2 separate regions of the Anser cygnoides genome follow, and region 1 is linked to region 2. The links are chromatin contacts, called in public Hi-C maps. All regions are on one chromosome and are shown on one strand. Each heading gives the region's core, a stretch centred on a gene start, on an enhancer-like site or on the middle of the called end of the contact. The rest is flanking DNA. Distances are from core to core; before and after follow the strand shown. Region 1 overlaps CHST13 (carbohydrate sulfotransferase 13). Region 2 overlaps LOC136791594 (a long non-coding RNA gene).

The links. Hi-C and Micro-C count contacts between places; a contact is called where the count stands out from the background.
Region 1: a contact with region 2 is called in a Hi-C map of liver, with 5 times the contacts expected there. The contact joins two enhancer-like sites. A contact is called at or near these places in 2 of 7 Hi-C or Micro-C datasets (both in liver).

What each region holds. Positions count from the first base shown.
Region 1 is chr10:13,093,981-13,100,545 of Taihu_goose_T2T_genome, forward strand. All of the region lies in intron 6 of CHST13 (carbohydrate sulfotransferase 13), which reads right to left. Among named protein-coding and RNA genes, the nearest start is that of CHST13, 28 kb to the right of the region's middle. Within about 2 kb of position 3,676, at least 2 of the 3 cell types and tissues checked have open chromatin away from gene starts, as enhancers often do. A contact at or near this core is called in liver, where this site is marked.
Region 2 is chr10:12,925,698-12,931,840 of Taihu_goose_T2T_genome, forward strand. It overlaps LOC136791594 (a long non-coding RNA gene), which reads left to right. Exons shown (of 8, transcript XR_010833898.1): 1 at 1-302. Among named protein-coding and RNA genes, the nearest start is that of KLF15, 25 kb to the left of the region's middle. Within about 2 kb of position 3,899, at least 1 of the 3 cell types and tissues checked has open chromatin away from gene starts, as enhancers often do. A contact at or near this core is called in liver, where this site is marked.

The DNA of each region.
Region 1 (6,565 bases), core at 2,426-4,925, 170 kb after region 2:
ATCCCTGCTGGGACATGCAGGGGCTGGCTGGCAGCTGGCAGGGGTCTGGGTGCAGGGTGCCCCGGGCCAGGCTGGACGTGCTTAAAACCTGCCCGCAGTTAGGTCTGGTTTGGGCAAACATGGTTTATGCCCTCTGCACACAGGCTTCCTACAAGTAAACAAGAAAAAGGAAGCCTCTCTAACGTCGCATGGCTCAGCAACTTGCCTGCTGCATGCGTTTCAAGATGTCTTGTCAGCTCTGCGCATCTGGAATTGATGAAGAGCTCAACAAGCACTTGGAAAAAAATGCGCACTCAGCAAATGCTTCCCATTGCACCACCTTGTGCATGGCCACTCCCGTCCCGGCTCTGCTCTGCATGCTTGGCAGAAGCAGCTGAGGATCTGTGCCCTGTGAGCACTGTCCTGACAGTGCGACGCTGACCTGTGAAAATCACTGCCACGAGGTATGGAGCAAGATGCACAGGCTTCACAACATGTATAAGAGGTGCATGAGCTTGCAGAGCAGGACAGGAGCTAATTATGGGCCGCTGCAGGATAGGGAGAAGTGTCTCTAGTGTGTAACTTCTTACCCTGTGATGAAAAGCTCCTTGTGCCCATTTCTGCTGCATTTAGTAGTGGGCATTGCCTGAGGCCACCGGAGAACCAGCCTATTTAATAGGGGATGCAAACATTTCCAGAGTCACTGCAGCACTGAGACACAACAGATCCATCATCACTGGCAGCAACTTGTCCGGGGGGCCGGTGGATCTATTTCCCTGTTGCCAGCCAGGCCCTGAGAGTGGCTGTTAGCAGCAGGTGCTCTGGAGACATCTCTTTCCTTTATGCAGGGTGTGAGCAAGGTCTAATGGAGACCTCAGGAGGAAGGGAACTGGTAGTCTTGCACCTCCACCCATCCACCAGCAGTTCATGGGCAATCGAAGCACAACTCCTCTGGAGTCAGGCCAGCCTTGTTTCAGCCTCACGGTGCCTGCGTCTGCCGGCCCTATTAAGCTAAAGGGAAATCAATCTCTTCAGTGCTGCCAGGAGCAAAGTTGGAAACGACCCAGCTGTGAATACGCCACCACTGCACCCTTGCCAGAAGGAACGGGCCGGCTCTGCAGATGATTGCAGGACTGAACTTGCCACCTTCCCATGCCACGGAGAAACGTGACCATGTGAATCCACTCCCATGGCCAGGGGAGGGGGCAGAGCTGCACGCCTGCATCACGACAGAAAACAGGAATTCCCGAGGAGCTTCTGACCTCCAATTAGTTTGTGCTAATTTCCCAGCTCCCTGCCTTGAAGGAAGCCCTCCGGAGCCCCAGAGATACCCGCGCCCAGCGGATCCAAACAAACAGCACCTTTGAACCTCGTGTCAACACTGCCCTCCTTGCTGCAAGGTCACTATCCCATGGCAGCAAAGCAACATCTGGCTGGATCGGGTTTCATGTCGGTGACAAATCCCCACAAAAAGCCCCGTGCTCCCACAGACACCGCTCCACGGATGGCTCCAGCCCACTGCCGCTGCTCCCCCCCGCAGAAGGGCTAGAATTGCCAGGAGATGGAGGCCTGTTAGACTTTGGCACTTCCCAGGAGAAGAATAAGCTGTTGTGACATGAGGACTTGTGGCCGAGGTGTCCCTTTGTGCACAGAGATGGGATGGGGCCTGTGGGGCACGCCATGCCCTGTGTGCTGCCGTGCAGGGCCCAGACTTCAGCCAGAACATGGCTGCCGTGCGCTCGCACCACAGGGAGAGCTGCCAAGTCGTTTATCTGCCACTTCAGCCACCACAGAGACAGTGCCGCCTTCAAAAGAGACTTTCCAGGGAGAAAGCAGCTTCCAATCCAGCTGAATAATGCTCCAAGGGACTCTTTGAAAATTAAGTCCCGTTCTGAAGAACCTGGCTCTCATCGGCATCAGGCGCTTCTTCAGCACGGCTGCGCTCAGCCGCGGTTTGTGTACGTGGTCATGTACGTAACACAGCCGTCCCAGTATGACACCCGCCAGGGCGGTGTGGTTTGCAGCATCTCCCAGCTGCAGAAACGGCTTCACGACGGGACACCTGCCCCCAGGGCTCGGTGCCGGCCAAGCAGTGCTGCAGGGAACCTGAAGGCATTTCTCCTTCATTGCCCCAGGCCATTGGGGATGGTAACTGATAAGGTAGAGGGAAGGTAGAGGAAAGAGGGAGGCAAATAGGGTCTGAAGGAGCCAGGCTGGGCTCTCCACAGTGCTGCGAATGGTTGTAGAGCTGTAGCTGTAGTAAGCTCTTGCCACTGCAGGGAAAAGGACCGGAGCCTGCAACTGGGACAGCACAAGGAGGCAGACACTGAGCCCACAAGCTTTGCACCCTCTAAACCAAGTTCTCAGCCATTTTAAATGCTGAATGGTGATTTTCACTTCAGCGCAGAACTGCTGAAGGATGTGGGTTGTGTGGCCATGCTTTCCTGTACGGGGAGACGGTGCTGAGCCACCTCCGCTGCGGATGTAGCTGCTGAACGAGGGTGTCAGACCTGCAGCAGCAGCAACTGGCTGGGAGAGAAACTGCTTTGTTCTCCCAGGAAATACCGACTCCCATCGGTCCCCGCCCAAAAATGTACAACAGTTTTATCTAATCAGAGCTCATCCAAGTATGAGGAGCTCCGGGGCTCAATGGGAAAAGCAGAAGCAGCCAGGCCAGCCAGCCCCTTCCTCTGCCCCGCTGCTGCAGCTCCCCTCGGGCTGGCTCCAGGCTGGGCACCTCCCTGCCCTGCAGCCCAAGGAAGGCTGGCCCCAGGACAGCTTGGAGAAATCTGCTCAGGGCCATCCCAGCAAGCTCGAGGGACATGGGTTTGTGCGATTCGAGCAGAGTTTGAATTCCTTCCCTGAGGCAAGGACGATCTTGTCTAGCTAGAAACAAAATTCAGGCTTGTGCAGATTTTTGTCTGCGAGTCTTCATAAGTTCAGAGCTGGAAAGTGCTACGAGGCAGGGAGCTTCAGGAAGCGTGTTCACCCAGCTGCCCCTGTAAGAGCTGCTGCAGAAGGCCAGGTGAAGACAAAACCTGCCTGGGAGAGCTGCGGCCCTTGTACTAACCTGTCCCCAGCAAACCAGCAGAAAGACATCCCCAAATCCACGTGCTGCCAAGCTTCATGGGTCAGCTTCAAGCCAGATCTCCGATAGGGTGGCCGGGATCCAAACCCCGGGCCTGCGCTCGCCCAGCCTTTCCCCAACTTTTCATAGAAAAAGGCCAGTTTTTAGGCAGCCGCCCAGGGCGAGTCACAGCAATGCCTGGGGCTGGCGCTGAGACGTATTTGCCGACTGCAGGGGAACATGTGCACGAGGCAGGGCAGTGTGTTTGCCTTTTGCAATTGCTGTCCTGTCTGCGGGGCTCAGGCCATCGGTCGGACAAAAAAGCACACTTCAGGGCAACACTGGGCTCTGCCAGTCAGCCCGGTGAGAGAAGCAGGGATTCTGGGGCTGTTACATGGCGGGGTGACCAGGTTCATCTGGCTACGAGGTCTCCTTGGCTTGGGGACCAGGCGCTGGTGGCTGCTGAAACCAACTGCGCTGCCTCCGTAGATGTCCCAGCGTCACTGCAGCCCCCGTTTGCCGGCTGGCTGGCTCTCCAAGCCTCCGGACCTCACAGGGCTCACTGTGCACTTGGCACCAGGGAAGGTCAGGTATTGCTTCTGCGTGGATCCGAAATGCACAAATCCACTTCTCACAGCATGTCCTTTGGCTCCCCTCTCCTTCCCTGTTCTCATACAGGCTGCGTGCTCTCTCAGAGCATCACGCTCTCCTTCCAACACAATAAACATAGCATTAGCTTTGCTCCCTGGCTCATTAAAACTATGAGAGAAACAAAACCAAACCATATGCCCGAGTGCTACCTCCTACGCTGGGAGATCTCCGTGAAGAACATGCAGGAAGAGGAGTTTATCCAAGCAGTGGCCACCCAGCTCCTGAGGATGCAGAGCCACTCTTTATTCCACCTTTGCCCATGCTGGGCTTTGGTTGAGCCTGAGATTTTGGCTTCGCAGGGTGGGGCAAAGGCAATTGGGAAAAGGAGAACGGGGCTGCAGAAGGGATGTTTGGGAGTTGATCCCTGTTTATCAGAGCTCTACAAGTGCATAGTTTGCTGGAATTGCAAGGAGTGCAAACCTGCAGCAGAGAGAAAACTGGGCTGGTCAGAGCAAACCTTGACAGCCAGCAATGAAACAAGGATCCCAGCATCTGGAGACGAGTGTCTGGAAAAGGGGACATGCACTGGGCAGCACCATGCGTGGGGTGCATGCGAAGTCAGGACCTAGACATGGCAATGTTCACCCCGGGCCTTTTAGGCCACCAGAGCTGCTGTATGAGATGCCCCCTCCCTCCCAGACCTCTAACTGCCTTTTAACAGGGGAAGTCTGGGGCATTCACCCAGCTGTGTCTCAAAGCCTGGATGTGTAACGTTCCCTGCTTGGCCCCACAGAGGTATTTGGGGAGTTAAGCTCTTCTTTGGGTACTCAGCTCCGAGGGGGAGTAATGGGAGTTAAGCACCTAATGCCTTTGTAGTTTCTTGGCTTCTAGCAAGCCCTGGGAAAGCCAGCTGTGTTTGCACTGGGATTAAGATGGAAGGCTTGTCATGCTCTCCATTCAGACACTGTCGGGGAAGCGGCTAAAGAAAGAAAACCCAGCGAGCAGCAAGCCCCAGTACCCAGGGAGAGCTGCTCCCTGCAGGACTGGGGCTGCCCAGCCACTGGTGTCAGCAGCAATCCCTTCCCAGCATCAGTTCTGGGCACCACACGAGTGCTCATCTCCCACCTCGGACCTGACTGAGGATCACCAGAAGGTCCCACCTGCACCAACACGGAACGAGGTCCTCCTGCTCCCAGAAGCTGCTTCTGCACAGACCTATTTGCAGGATCAATGGGAGCGGGAACGAAGCACAAGGTGCAGGTGCAGGGTGCTCCTGGAGAGTGGCAGTGGGGCCAGGATGCCAACGGGATGCGGGGCCAGCGAGGACTGCAGAGCCATCAAGGCACGAACCTCTCCTGCAGGCACAGAGTTAACTCCCGGCACGCCAAGCGCCCTCCTTCCCCTTCCCAAACCTCTCGCACGTATCAGAGATTCTCAGGAAACTGTACAGAGCCAAGACGGACGAGAAAAAACATTCCTCATGGAAGGGCTGGTGCTCGGGAGCAGATGGGCTTCATTACTGCTCTGCTTCCAGCACTGGACTGGGCTGATTTTTCCACCATCAGGGGTCATGGCTACGGCACTCCCCATCTTCAATCGTGGCAGACCCGGGGACCTTCCAGCCCGCGTTGCCCAACGCTGCTGCTGACAAACGCCCTGCACTTTGAGCGCTGCGTCCATGCACCGGCTGCCTCACAGGAACCTGAGCCCGGCAAAACTGCCCCACGACGAAAGCAAACGAAACAGAAACACAGCAGAAAAACCAACGCGATCTCAGAGGGCTTCTTAGATTTCACACCCCTGCCCACGCTTGCAGTGGTGGCCGGCGCGCAGGCAGCGCAGCCCTGCTTATCGGGAGGGCGCCCACCCCTGACTTTGGCCATGCCTGAATTTCAGCCTCAAAATACTTTTAAACAATGGGGAGGAACTGAGGTCTAAAATAGGCTCTTTCCTGTTCTAAAAAAAAAATCCCTGGTTTGAAAAGCTCTGCTGATTCCTAAGTGTTTAAGTGGCTCCGTTCTGGCTAGGTGCATTTGTAGGCTCCGGCACCAGCGCTCTGCAGGACCCCAGGCAAATCGCCTGTAATCTGTGCCCTGAAGGGACAAATCTGTAGGCGGAAGGACAGGGCTGACTGACAGCTCGCACGAGCAACCACTCATCTTGGATGCATGGCTCGGAAAACGTGAAAGGCCAGATCTGCAAGGATCAGAAGGCCCAGATCTCGGAGGCAGAACTCAGTGGGTGTTAAAACCAGACACCTTCTGGCCCAGAAAAGCCATTCGGTGGTCACTTCAGGAAAGCCAGGCCTGGCTGACATGACCAAAGCCCCACAAAGCCAGCTCCCAGTGCAGGCGATGCCTGGGCTGGTAGCTGTCTGCCAGGCAGAGCTGAAAGGCCTCAAGTCTCCCCAGTTCCCGGTGCTCCCAGCTTCGGCATTATTTCACGTCCCACTGTTAACGCCGCCGTTTGGTGCAGAGCCATCCCACGTGCACGTGCCCCCAGGGGTTCCTCTTGCCACGTGCTTCATTGTTTGGTTTGGCAGGAGCAACCTGCGATGCTCAGTTGGGTGCCTCAGTGGATGCAGGAGTGGACCAGATGGAGAGAGGGGCCTTGGTGCTTCCCTGCTCCCGCACCTTTCTGGTTCCTCATCGAAAGGTTGGAGTGATATCACGGCATTGGTGCTACTACGATTGTGGTGTCTCGTTACGCAGGAGTCATCTCAGAAGCTGAGTAAGGCTAACCCGCAAAGCCCCGTGAAGTCCCACAACTCATGCTGACAGCAGGACGAGAAAGAACAAGGAGTGCAGAAGCCAGCGTTAAGCAAGTGCTGCTAAAAAGAAGAAACAACAGCTGGATGCTGCAGTCGGACAGAACCAGAGAAGAAATAAAGCCACACTGAGGAGATTTTTTCCTTCTTGCTGGAGAAGG
Region 2 (6,143 bases), core at 2,649-5,148:
TTGGCTTTACCCTGTTTGTGCTTGAGCACCTCCCTGCTCAGGGTTGATGACTTCAGGCTGGTCCCAGGTGGGATGCGTGATTCCCCCCAGGGCCTGGGGCTAATTAGAGACCTCGGCAGAGGGCACCTCCAGGCCCCTGTAAGGGGAGGAGCTCAGGGGCTGGGTGGGGTGGTAATGGGGTGCTTGTGGCAGGCCAGGGGTAACTATTTGGGTGCAGGCCTCTCCAAGACTACTCAAGGAAAGTCTGCAGGGAGGAGCAGCTGGCCTGTGCAGAGATGTTTTGAGGAACGAGCCTTCAGCAGGTAATGTGCTGGGGAAGGCGTCACTGACATAGTTGAACCCCTTGAGGTTGTTTTTGAGGAAAAGAGGGTCCTTGCAGGGGTGAAAGTGGCTTGAGGGTAAACACTGTTCTCTTGTGTTTGAGCCCACACAGTGATGAACCGTGCTTGGCTGGGAGGAAGCTGAGGTGTTCTGACCAAGGTATCTGAACTCAGGGCCTGGGTTGAGCCTGGCCTAGCCCAGGGGGACGTAAGGTCGACCCCTGGCTCTGTTCAGGTGGCCAGAACTAGGCTGCACCCTGAAGTGTGACTTAGGGGATCGTGTTCCTGTCTGGACGTGTGCTTGTTTCTCTTCTCCTGGCACAGAATTGAGGACTTCCTCCTGCTCCACTGTCATACTGTGAAAACAAATCTCTTCTCAACTCTTTATTTTCCTCCTCTTGGGATAGAGGAGGCTGTACGCTGAGCTTTAAAGGCAAGCATATAGGCTGTTTTTGGGGAAGTGGGGAGGAGCAAATGCAACTTAGCCTCTGAGCTAGAGAGTTTCCTAGTGCAGGGCACAGTCCAGATTTTTCCACATGTGGGCCTGAGCCCAGACATCACCCTGACAACATGCGGGAACATAAATACAAACAAAAATAACTTCCAGATGAGGGATGTATGCAATGTCTTGTTTTACTGGCATTTATGCTTGCTTATTTGGCTGAAGTCAACAATCAACTCTGCTTATTGCAGCAGGCTAGCAGGAGGATGCTAGGAACAGCAAAAATGCCAGTTCAGCTGAGCCCACATCCCTGGGGGACGTGAAGCCCATGACAGTCATCTCAGGGAGGCTCCACACAGTGGGCAGAGGGAGGCAGGGCCCAGGAACAGCCTTATCAGAGTGAAATCTTTTGGGAGACCCTCACCTGTAATAGTTGAGGAATTCTTTGGGCCCCATCTCATGAGCCTTCTCTCATCTGACCACATTCCTTCAGGTCCCCTCTTTTCAGGTCCATATAGGACTGCACCCTCAGGAAGTGAGAGCAGTCCCCTGAGGACAGGAGGCTTTGCACTTTTTTTTTTTTCACTTTGCAAGTGATATTAGTGGGTTTTAAGGTGTATCTCAAACTCCTTTAAAGTAGTATCTCAAACTCCTTTTTAAAGTCAGAAAATAAAAATTTGATGTCTTATGCTCACGCATACGTGTACATACATAACTCTTTTTCTATACATATGGTTGCTTAGAGCAGTATATTTTTGTACTACCAGGACACTTAGACGTGATTCTGTACTGCAGCCCTTAGAAGAGATTCTGGTCTACCTAACCACTGAATTTCCTGTTGTATTATCCCCAGCAGTTCAGGGCAACATCATGGAAAACACCAGTTTAAAGCTGGTGAGAGGGGAAAAAAAAGGCTAACTGGTGCTGGGTGCCCTTGTGTGTACTTATCTTTTATTCTCTGGAAAAATTAGTCTGTGGCTGTAGCCTGGTTTTATTACAATAGCCAGTCCCTGATGTTGCTGCTTTGAGTCTAAGATGTCTAAAAATAACTGAATAAATCACTCAAATGAGGCAGTAAGCAAATAGATTTGCCCACCTGTTTATTAATAAACACTTGCACCCGAATCTATATTTCTATATTAGAACATGGCTCTGCATCTCCTGTGGGTATAAAAAGAAAAACACCTGGCAAAGAGCGAGGGCAGTAAGGCAAGTACAAAGTTTCCACAGTAAACATATTTGTGTTTGCTGAGCAAGTGTTGCCTTAGGAAGGCAGGAGAGGCAAGCAGTGAGCGCTTGCTTGCAGAGCCTCGGATTACCAAGCACGGGGAGAGCTGACTCCGACAGCTGCAGGTCTGCAGATTGCAGCTAGATTGAAACATGGGCAGTGTTTTTGGGAGAAGGGACTCACAGGCATCCTTCCCAGCCTCTTTCAACGCCGACTGTATGCATGCAAAGTCCAAGTGCGCTTCCTCCTTGGAGTTTGGTTTCAGAAAACAGCCAGGGGATGGTGCAGTAGTGAAGCTGAGCTTTGGTGGGGTTTGTTTATGTTCTGGGGTTTACCACTTGGAGGGTTCCTCCGCAGGATGGCTCAGCATGTGCTCTAATCCTCACCCTTGTGGAAATATCTCTGCTGCCTTGCAGAGCAGTCCTTTCTCAGCATCAGCGTAGAGGTGACCCACAGTGAACCTTTTCTGGTGGGACCTGTGTTCGTTTACTGGCAGAGCTGTAACGTGGGGGGAAAGGACAAAGGAGGCAGGGAGGAAGCTGAAAATGACTGTGCTTGGTGTAGGGTTTATGGGTGTGTGTGTGTGTGTGTTGGGCTGCCCTGATGGTGAGTGTGGTATGCTTGCTGTAGGATAGAGGTAGCTGAAAAAAAAACCAAAAACAACTGGATGTGACCATCCTGATGGCTCCTCTTGCTTTCTCTTCACTGCTAGAAGCTGTGGTGCACGGCTGTCCCATTTGTGTTTCTGCCCCCTCACAAGGTCAGCTGGAACATGCTGAATGAGGGACAGAAGGATAGCAAAAAGCAAGCAAGGTAATATCTGACTGGGATGTGTTGAGGTGTGGCAAATTTCAGGACTGTGTCTGGGTGTCTCAAGTCTTTATATGCAGTTTCCTAGCTCTGCAAGTGAGACCCAACAGCTCGAGCAAGGATGATACCTCCTTATAATTAAACAAATTGTTTTGCATTAGACTAAGACAAAATTTCCCATCAACTACCTCCAGCTGTAATGGTGCAAAGGTGATGACAAGCTTTCATCAAAGCATGATCTGAGCACATGACAGACAGCTGCACCTGGACCTAGCTCCTCTAATGTATTTATAGAGCTTTGGGTTCCCCTCTTCCACCAGCAGTGGCAATAAAGATTGTTTTTGTGAAACTGTTGGTCAGTATTATCATATTTCACAGCTTTATTTTACATGGTGATTTTCCTGACTACAATGTGTTGTGATAGCGACTGCTATCTGCAATTGAGATCTGTCTGCAGTTCCCTCTTGGGAGAGGAGTATCTCCAGGTCAGACATAACTTTTTTTTTTTGAGCTAAGTTAGGGAGTAGGAAGTAGAGAAGCATTTTTCCTTTTAATTTTCATTAAGAGCTGTGTCCAGTAGGGATAGGTATAGTCAGAGACACATGGGACCTGGTCTGGGCAGATCAGAACTGCAGAAAATTGCTGAAAGCAGTGGTCTACAGAAGTCCTCCTTCAGTATATGACTGCCAAAGATGTGTCGCTTTGATCCTGAAATAGGAGCTGACCAAGTGAGGTATCTCTGCAGCCTTCCTTGGAGTGTCCTTGCTCAGCTGGAGGGCAAGCATAAAGTAGCCTCAGCTAAGGGGTCCCTCCTGGCTGTTCACAGGATTTTCATTGATGAAAAGTTCATGTTGAAAGCTGGGAAAGGAATAACCTGCCAGACATTTGAAAAAGCACTAAGGGAGGCTAGACATGTTGAAGCAATAGGAGGGGATGGGTCACTTAATTTTGCCGCAGCAATCTCTTTCCATTTGGTTCTACTTGCTGGGCCCAAGGCATAGCGTAACTCATCCCAGAACAGTTGTCCAAAGGACAGACTCTAATGAGGTTAAAAATGATTCACGCTCATTCTCATTACCTCTTAAAATAATGTGTAATGCCATTAGTTTGTGGAGATCTTTGAGAAGAACATCCTTAGACATGTGTTTCAAGTGATTGTCAGACCTAAAAGATCAGAGGAAGCAGCTCCCTGCCTGAGTCTGGTGTTACATGATTTCTGGTAGGAAGCAGCTGTCGGAGCCTGTGCCACTGAGGATTTGGACGTTATTTGGGATACACATGAAAATTTCAATGGTCTCATGGCTGCACAGCTATTTCTGAAGTACCTCCACAAGGCAACCGCTAATACAAAGTGAGCTGCATGTTTTTAAACAAATAAGAGGATTTAGGTTAAACATTAACTTTTGGTCATTTCAGCTCTGATAGCTTTGGCCTTCAGGTTGATCATTTAATAAGCTCCTTCCTGTTGCTACAGCAACTGCAACCCTGGAACACCTTGATGTTCAAGTCAGCAAAAAAATAAAATAAAGCTTGTTCTGAAATTTGTTCAGGCTTCTATTGATAAGTGTCTGTGCTCAGAGTCAATTGTTCAGACAAACAAGGCTTGGAAATGTACCGTGGGGTTTAATGCAATCCTTGCACAACCCCATCCCAATCCATCGGCTCTTGCGCACAGCTGAGAAAAAAAGACTTGTATTTTTTTTTTGCCCTTCTGACATGCATTAAGCCATTCAGTGATGCTGTTTCAAGAAAGCAAACAGACTCGTTTGTTCTTCTTGGTGAGTTATCGTTGTACGCAATGTAATTCTGGCACAAGAACGTGCATGCCCTCTTCAATCTGCTGTGCACCAGTGAGTGAAGTGCGATGCAAACTGACTTTTAGAAGGACAGCTTTCATCTGCATCTCCTCCCAGCATGTGCTTGAATGCAGCACCATGCCAAATCTCAGCTGCCTTGCCTTCTGTCCCTTTCAAATACAACTTATAGCCAGAAGGTCGTTTCTTCTTTGAGCCCTCCCAGATTTAAAGCATTTGAAACTTACCCTAAATGCTGATCTTATTTTACAAACAAGTTCTGGGATAGCTTCTCAGCTGGTGTAAATCAATATTGCCGTGTTAAATACACTGCAGCTGTGCCATTTAATGCCAGATGAGGTTTTGGCTAGTTGGTTTTGCAGCAGTAGAAACTTTTCAGTTCTCTTGCCTTCTATTAATTTTATTCTTAACACTGTGTTTGAGTTCCTCTCTCTAATTTTCAAGGACAACTATTGTTTTGTATTGCTATGTCTGGGCAATTGCATCTCCATCTCTGACATGTGCAGAGGTCCAGAGTTTAGAGGGGGAGCAGTATGCACTTTTCTTTCTAGGAAGAGTGCTCTCCCTGAGAGGTAGCAATATTTTAATGAGATGTGGGGTTAGCTGAGTGCTCATCAAAGCTGATGGCAAAGCTGTCTTTAGAGCACAGCCCTGAGGGCATCTTGTTTGAGCTGTGTTTCACAATTGTTTTTAAATGTAAAGCTTTATGGCTTAATTTACAGTACAGCTGGCAGGAAACTTTTTTTCTTCCTTATCCTAAAGAACACTTGAAGCCTTCTAAAATAGTCCTGCTCCATGGTGAGATGAACTGACAGCTCCCAAACTGGAGGGCAGAAGCAGCTCACTGGAACTAGCTAAAGGTCCGGTCGTTTGGATTCTTCTGGGGAAGCTTAAGCATATTTCAATCGGCAGTCTGAATCCAGGCAGCCTGAATCAGTCTCCTGTGTTGGGGCGGATGGCCTGGCCAACAGTGCTTTGCTGCTTCATGCTTTTACTTCCTGATCTGGTTCTGAAAAGTACACCCTGGACCTGAGATAACATTTTTCCTGAGCTGTCACTATGAAAGCTATTCCCAGGAACTGTTTCAATTTCTGTGAGTCTGCATTTTCTGTCAAAATAACATTTTTGTCAAAAACCTCCAGACTGTTTCTCATCCAAAGCCTGTTGAAGTCAATGAAAAACATTCCTCTTCAAGGGAATTTTAATTACTATTAAGTATATCAGAATAAAAGCATAATCACATTAGGAATTTGCTCTCTTGACAGAGGTCCATATTGATCTTTGTTTTTTTCTGCACTAATGAGAAGTAGGAATGGGGCTATCAGATAAGGGTCTGGACTTCCACTTGGTCTGAAGAAATGGGGTATGAGACGGGTTCATGCCTGCCAGAAAGCTTGTGTTCCTTTCCCTCCTGGAATAGTCAAGCAAGGATAGCCTGCTGCAAAGGACAGCCTTGGTCACACAGTAATATTGTGGTCAGATGTGTGTTAATATAAATCCATGCTGAATTTAAAAAAAAAAAGGCAAAA